Regions from separate parts of the Anas platyrhynchos genome. Here region 2 is linked to region 1. The links are chromatin contacts, called in public Hi-C maps. All regions are on one chromosome and are shown on one strand. Each heading gives the region's core, a stretch centred on a gene start, on an enhancer-like site or on the middle of the called end of the contact. The rest is flanking DNA. Distances are from core to core; before and after follow the strand shown. Region 1 holds the start of GDAP1L1 (ganglioside induced differentiation associated protein 1 like 1). Region 2 holds the start of ADA (adenosine deaminase).

What was found. A called contact is a pair of places that touch in the nucleus more often than the background predicts.
Region 2: a contact with region 1 is called in a Hi-C map of subcutaneous adipose tissue, with 2.2 times the contacts expected there. The contact joins the promoter of ADA here to the promoter of GDAP1L1 in region 1. A contact is called at or near these places in 2 of 8 Hi-C or Micro-C datasets (liver and subcutaneous adipose tissue).

What each region holds. Positions count from the first base shown.
Region 1 is chr21:4,454,787-4,458,552 of IASCAAS_PekinDuck_T2T, reverse strand. It overlaps GDAP1L1 (ganglioside induced differentiation associated protein 1 like 1), which reads right to left and starts at 2,247. Exons shown (of 6, transcript XM_005016360.6): 1 at 1,430-2,247. The coding sequence starts at 1,609. LOC113839641 (a long non-coding RNA gene) reads left to right here. Exons shown (of 3, transcript XR_003492173.3): 2 at 3,657-3,766.
Region 2 is chr21:4,608,963-4,612,856 of IASCAAS_PekinDuck_T2T, reverse strand. It overlaps ADA (adenosine deaminase), which reads left to right and starts at 1,724. Exons shown (of 11, transcript XM_072026547.1): 1 at 1,724-1,798. The coding sequence starts at 1,739.

The DNA.
Region 1 (3,766 bases), core at 998-3,497:
GCACAGCTCAGCATCCTCCTCTGAGAGACTGGCTGCTCTTTCCTGTGCTTGGGGTGTTGTTGAGTGTGCACTCGGGATCCCATTTCAAGCTTCTGGATTATAAAAAAACTGGCCATTGTGAACCAAGTATGTCAGGCAGGCCAAAACACCCCGCAGGGATGTCAGAGAGCCATGTTTCTCAGAACTGCTGAATGAAGGCAAATCACTTGTTTTCCTCCAAGCAGCAGCAGCAGCTAAAAATATGTCTTAACAAATATAAGCATTTCTATGAGCACTTCAGAGTTCCTGGGGAATTAGCCATTAATTATTTATGGGGCTGACAAATTAATATTTTTTTTCCTTTTAAGTCAGGCAAGGAAAAGCCTGCTTCCCTCAATAGGAAATTGCTCCCAGCGTTTTCTTCCCACCCGAGGGACAAACCCTGGCTGGGGCCACTCCAGGTGCCCCCTTGGGCTCCCACTCTTGCCCCATTCCCTTTTGCCATCGGGACCTGAGAGCGGGTCCAGCAGGGACCAGGCAGGGGCAGCCTGGGGTGCCAGGGTTCCTGGGGGTGCCTGTGACCCAAGGAGGGGTCCCAGCTGCTAGAGGCTGTGTCAGCAACAACCAAAAAATAAATAAAAGCCCCCCCGTTGCCTGCTGCAGCCCAGAGAGCATCCCCTTCCTGGTGCAGATCCAGATCAGCACGGTGGGGCCGAGCGTGTGCGGCTGCCCTGCTGCATCGGGCGCCTACGGGCCCGTGGTGCACACGAGCAGATGGGGACATCCCTGCCGTGGGGCACCCCAGGGCCCCATGGGTGCCCCCCAAGTAGCTCACTGCCCTTCTGGTGTCAGTGTCAGGGGAATGACAGAGGGGCCGGCAGGAGGTCAGGTTTGATACGCCGCTGCTGCGCCGCAAAATGAGCGTTTACCACCACCCAGAAATGGGGTTTCTGGCTGTACTCCCCCCCCCCACCACCCTCCCCCGCGGTGCCTTGCACAGGACTGGGATTTCCAGGCTGCTGCAGCAGTGCCAGGGCAAAATGTTCCCAGCACGGGGCCGTGTCCCAGGGTCGCTCCCTGCTCCGGGAGGCGCGGGGGTCCCGCGGCCCCCAGCTGCAGGGTGGTCCCGGGCTCAGCCTTTGTCTGCACGCCCGCCACACGAGAGAGGGTCGGGAGCGAACACAAAGCAGAGGCGTCTCCCGCTGCAAAGCCTGGTCTCAGGGCCACAGCAGGATTTGGCTGAGCCCCCCCCTCCCACATCCCTTCCCCAGGGAGATGCTGTTGAAACGCAGAAATGCGGGTACAAAAGAGCTGACCCGGCACACGCCGCTCCCCTTGCCAGCCTGGGGAAATAGCTGCTGGCTCTTCCCCGAGCCCCCTCCTCCCGAGGCAAGGGTGAGCCCTGGATGCTGGAGGTGATTCTTCCCGAGAAGCCGGCCGAGCGCTTTACCTTTTGGGAGCTGAAGGACTGGGTCCAGTGGTACAAAACCAGCCTGTCCTGGGCTTTGAGAGCGGGATCTGTCGGATCCTGATTTTCCTCCCCATCCTTGCCTTTCCCCGCGTCGTTTTCCAGAGCCGAGATGGGCCACCAGCTGCAGTTGGTGGGAGTGACATTATTGGGAGTCGCCATGACAGCCTGCGAGCGGAGGGGGACGATGGAGGAGCCGCGCTAGCCCAGCATCACATGGGCTCCCGCCAGCAGCATCACTCCCGGGGCAGCTCCAGCTCCCTGCGCCCCGGCGGGCACGGCGTGGGCACGGCGTTGGCGCGGGTGGACGCGCAGCCCCACGGCTCCTGGCTGCGCTCCCTGGGGAGCAGGCACGCTCGCAGCATCGCCACGATGGGCGAGGTGGCGCCGGGGGCTCCCGCTGCACGCCTGCTGGCTCAGCAATCCGGGGCAGCTCCGAGCCTCGATGTTTCCCAGCAGGGGTTAAAGGGTTTTCGCTGTCGTAGGTAGGGCTGATGGGTGATAAATGGCTTCAGCTGCGGATGCCGGCTTTAAAATGTCCAGCGGGCGTCTTGCCTGCTTTACAGCCTTGAATGGAAAGCAGCAGCAATGGTTCTTTATGGATATTCAGTGCTTTTGGGAGAGCACGAGTCTATTCCTGGCTAACGGGTGTTGTTAGGGGCTATTTCACAGTTGCAAGGTGGGACAAAGCTGTATGGCTGCGGGGTTTGTGCACTTGGGAAGCCGAGGGGTCCCTGTGGCTGTTGCCCTCTGTGCGCTGCAGGCGTCCCAGCAGGGATTTGCACACAAGCATCCCAGCAGAGATTTGCACGCCCTTGTGTGGCCAGCTGGCACCTTTATGCACGCGCCAGCCTGGCAGCCTGGTGGTTTGGTGGCGCTTGGCCTCGTCACGCTCCTGCTCCATCTGGCTGGGGGCAATTCCCCGCGGGTGGGACTGGCTGCCAGAGAGAGGAGCAGTTTTGGGGGGTACTGGCTCTCCCCTTGGTGTCAGGACGTCCTGCTCCCAGGTGATGGGTGCCAGGGCTGCAAAACCTTGTTGGTGGCCTTTGCTGCTGCCAACCGAGCAACTTGGTGGCTGGGGAAGGAGCCGGCCCCAGCGCCGAGCTGCGTGGTGCTGTCTGTACTCGGCTGTCCCTGCTGCTGGCAGGCAGCATCCTCTGGGGATCCTGACACAGGGAAGGGGCATCTCTGGCTGTAGAAAAGGGAAGGAATCGCTTGGGAGAACCAGAACCGTTTCCTCCTGCGGGTCGGTGTCTGGCAGGCTCCATCTAGTGGCACGTTTGGTGCTGAAGCTGCTGCGCAGCTGGGAATGGAGCAAGGAGCACCCTCTGCATCCCTCGTGTCCTGCGGGTCTGCGGCCCCTCTGAGTGCGTTCATTTACCCAGCGCCTTGCTGGCCAGAGCAAAATCCCAAATCCTTGCTTGCCAAACCGAGCAAAAGGGCAGGATCGGTGCGGGCGCCTTTAGCGGGGCCTGACCTTGCCTGACCTTGCCATCGTCCTGGCCCCAGCTCCACGCGGAGCTGCAGAACTCAGCCACAATCTTTTTTCTTTTTTCTTTTTCTGGGTGTCCTGATTCAGCGTCTGCCGAGGTAAAGCTCAGCCAGGGCTCGGTTTGGCTTCTGTAAGGTGAGAAATAAATGTCATCGATCCCAGGTGCCCTTCTGCACCAGGCTTCGGCTGAACTGGCCCTGAAATCAGATAGGCAAGTCGCTTGTAAAATGCTGCGGGTGGAGGGGGGATGCTGAAAAAACACGTCCTGGTGCTGCTGATGTAGGAGGGACGGCGTTAGGGCGAGAGGGACAATATTTGTGGGCTCCAGCTGGCATCAGGTTCCTCCAGACAAGCTCTCCTGGCCTTCGGGCAGCCCTCTGGGAGCAGGCAGACCGCAGTGAAGGATTGCCTCGATTGCCTCTGGTTTTATCGACGTTATGCTGCTGCGGGTAGAGGAATGGCAAGGAACGGGGTGTCACAGGGGACACCCCCTGTCCAGTCCCATCAGCAGGTGGGTCTGAGGGCTGCAGCGCTGGTCAGGGCAGCGGTGCTGTGCAGACGTTCCCAGACCAGGTGCTGTTTGCTAAAAAAGTCTGAGTTTCCAGTGAGAGTTTCCAGGCTGCAGGCCTCACTGGATGTTTAAATACTCTCACAAATAGCAGTTCGGGCAGGATATGCCACCACTGAGCTTTTGCCTCTTTTTTTTTCTCCCTCTAGCTACTAGTTATCCTGCCTTGCAAGGAACTCCATGGAAACGTGTCCAGAGAACCCTTCCTCTCACCCAGTCTTGTGGCAATTTGAATTCACCTCTCGCCTCCCTAAACTCC
Region 2 (3,894 bases), core at 475-2,974, 150 kb before region 1:
TGTCACTGAGGGCCCTCATGGCCCTGACCAGCCTCACCTGAGTCCCCACAGCGCAGCCCAGGAGCTCTATTTAAGCTCATCTCAGGACCTTGTTTTTTTTTTGGGCTGTGCAGGAGGGGTGCTGCTCTGCAGCTCAGCCTGGCCTTGGGGACCTTGAGCCTGACCCTAACCTGCTGTCTTCCTGGCACGGTGCTAGCCATGCCCCATCACTCAGGACCTGCAGATGGACTGCCTGGCTCACCGTGGGACCTGCCACGTTGTGGTGATGCTCTGTGCTCTTGGTTGGCCCTAGCTGCCACCTCTGGGTTTGGGCACCCACCCATCTGTCTGCCTGGGGATGGAGGTGAAGGTAGGAACGGTGCTGGGCTCTTTACTTTTGTGCTTCAGGTGGTACTAAAAAGAGCAAGGAGCCCTTGGGGCTCTGGCAGTGCCGTGTACAGCCTGAGCTGGGTGCCTGGCTTGGAGCCTGTGATAACCCAGTGCTGCACCCTGCTGTGGTGGGGTTCAGACACGGGGTGCTTCCCCTGGTGCTGGGGTGCCCCATGCAGTGGCTCCCATGTCCTACTGCAGCCCTGCTCCCCTCCAAGGCAGTGCCTGGCCACGGCAGGGCAGGAGGGCATCACACCGAGCTGTAGGGTGTCATACAGAGCAATACGAGGTGGGGAAGGAGAGGGGGGCTCTAGTTATGAAGAGGAGGCAGTAACTGGGCAGTGCTAATTCCTGCTGGGTAGGCACAGGCCCGGCCCCATCGCAGAGCTGCCAGCTGTGCTTCTCTGGCATTGACAGAGGCAGGACATATATCTTCAGACACCATCATTTTTTTTTAGGATTTTGTGGTTTGGGGTGAAGCTCCAACCCATCAGAGGAGATCCTGTAACAGGTACCTGCCCATATCCCGCCCCACACGTTGCCACCCTCCACCACGCTGTGCAGGTGTTTGGGTGGTGTCCTGCACCAAGTGCTCAACCTCAGAGAGAAAAGCAACGCGTTCTGCAGACCTTGAAGCAGGAGCGTGTTGGTCACCCACAGATGGTCAAAATACTCCAAAGCTGCTGTAATTAGCCCACAGGGAAAGGAGGTACCACTCCTGATACCATCCACAAACCAACGTCCAGAGGAGGAAACGAAGAGAGTGTAGCTTAATTTTCTCAAAGATAAGTTTCCAAGGGACAGAGATGATAGCAGTGCAGGGCCTGAATACCAGATTAGGCTCAAGGCCAGCGCTTTATAGCACAGCAAACTGGAGGAAAAAAACAAAAAGCCTTTAACAAACTCTGACCTGATATGCAGTAGGAGGAAGAATGTGGCATGGATCACATAAAACATGATCACATAAAATATTAACAGCAAGCCAGAAAACATGGTGACTCACAACTAAGTATGTTAATTGTAAGTGTTTTCATCAAATCTACTGTTATCTCAGCCCTTTGAGCCCCACGTTGGGCATCAAAAAGGAGTCAATCCATCCCAGCCAGGCCCAGTACACAGCCCCATGCCGAATGCTGGGAGGGGGGGCTGGGAGCCCAGTTAAACCCCGTGCAGAATTACAAAGTTGATTGCGTGGAGCCCTGGGGAAAAAAAATCGGCCTCCATCAAGAGCTCCCTTGACACGGCTCGGGAGGGCTGAGGGGTTCAGCAGGAGATGGGGGCCCCCGGGTCCTGCCTGCTGGGGCCCCTGGGCTTTGGGTTGTGCTGCTGGGGATGCAGCTGCGATGTTCCGGAGTGGCTGAGGGGGGCAATGTTACTCCGTGCTCGCTGCTCCGGCCCGACAGAAGCATCCTGGAGGATTTGGGGCTGGGTGAGAGCATTTTCTTTTTTCCATAGCAGGAGTGGGGATTTGTGGTGCTGACCTCCAGCCCCGCAGGCTGCCGGAGGGGTGCTGTCCTCAGGGCAACTCTGTCCTTCGGTGGCCCTGGTGGCAGAATACGGCTGAGCGCTGATAATCCAATTACCTGGCGTATGCCGGGGTTGCTCAATGTGTGCAGATAACCCCAGGCACACAGGGTGTCCTGCTCTGGAGGAGGTTGGCTTGCTGTGGGTGGCTCTCAGGTGTGCACGCAGCAGCCTGGAGAGGTTTTGTGCTGTTCGTGTCACCCTGCCCTGTGCAGGGACTGCGGGTGGTGCTGGGGTGTGAAGCCTGAGCAAGCTCTTTTAGGCCTGGAGTGGTTGGGGAGCATGGAAGTTCACTCCCAAGGCAGCCCTGGATAATGGGAGGAAGAGCTGTGGGAGCACCGTGGGGTTTGGTCTGCAGAGCTTTGCCTACGTGTAAAAGTGCACAAGCCTCAGCTCCCTGGGCCCCATCCTGCAGAGATAAAATCAGCCGTGTGCCTCCTGATCACTTGTTCAGAAATGGGTTTGAATAGCGATGCGTTCAGCAGCCACAGCTGGGCTAGCGCTTAGCTGCAGGAGCTGCATTTGAGCTGCTCTGTGAGCGCCCCGCTCCTCACAGCATTTCCTAGCGTGCAGGGAGGGGACCTGGCTCCCTTCCTCCTGCTCCTCCCTGCGAGCAGGATGGTCCTGGCGTGCTGTGGGGCTGAGTAGGCACCATCCTGGGCACGGTGCTGCTGCTCCTGGGCAGGTTTGGCCCACAGGGGAGCTCTGGTTCTGGAGATGCAGAGAGCCACAGCGCAGACACCCCGGGCTGCAGGCTCCGTGTGCTGCTCTCACCTGCAGTGCTGAGGGCTCCGTGTGATGCAGAGCTGGAGGAGAGCAGGCTGCTGCTGGCCTGGGATAACCTGTGGCTCCGAGCAGGCCTTGGAGGTGTTTCCAGGTCTGAAGCACTGCCAGACCCACACCGCTGCTCTTCTCCTTGGCACAAAGCAGTGACATTGTTTCCCTGCCTTTTCTCTGCTGCCTCTCCCCCAAATCCATGCTGTGCCAGTGTCCTGGGGTCCTGGAGCTGCTTTTTGGCCCAGGAGATGTCCAGGACAGGTCGCAATACCTCAGCATGGCCTGATGCCCAGTGCAAGTTGGCTGTTTTATCCGTAATCCACTTAGAGGATGAGCTCGCAGCTCCCCACGTGGCTCTGCAGGTGTCTGTGCCCCCATGGGCTTGTTGTCACCCAGCTGGGCACCCCCTGGTGTCCCTGGGACTGCACCACTGGTACCTTAGGGTACCTATCAGTGGCTTGTTTCTTTCACTGTGAAAACCAAATTATTTTTTCCAATTCTCAGGCTAGTGATGTATCCCGTGGAACAAGCATTGTGGCTGCCCTTGGAGCAGCACCAGGCACTTGCCCCCAGCTGGGTGTGCAGCATCTCCTGGGCAAGGCCAGGGAGCTTCCAGCCCCAAGGGGGGGCTCCCCAGAGCCCCTGAGCACATCCCTCTGCTGTCAGCCTTCGGGCTGCTTCCACTCCTGCAAATGTGGTGTGGGAATGAAGTCCCCATGGGGAAGCAGAGGGCTTTCTTTGCATTTCCCACTAACCATGCAAGGTCCTGAGGCTTCCCAGCAGGAAAGGAGTGGCTCCAGCACAGGGACCAGGGTGTGCTCAGCCTGGGCAGGGGTTTGCCCTGCAGGGGAGCTGCAGGAGTTAAATGAGAAATGCTGGTATGAGTGAGGGCTTTGCCTCAAACATTTTTGCAATGGGTGTTTGGGCTGAGAGTTTCCACTCTTGCTGAAGTGTCACATTAATGCACGGCATCAGCATTTACAGTCCCTTACTGGTAGAATTTAAACACTTTTCCCTTGCTTGGCCACTTATAATGGGCTGCAGTGTGACATTCTTTGGTGTCTTTTGTTAAAGAACAACAACAAAAGCCTACAAAGGTGTGAAAACAAGTCTTTTTGGATAATCTAAGTCTGGCACAAGCACACTTCCAGTATTTTTGGAAAGCTGTTTGGGGGAAGCAGGTGTCAGCAACCAACTGATCTTCACCTGTGGGAGCAAGAGGAA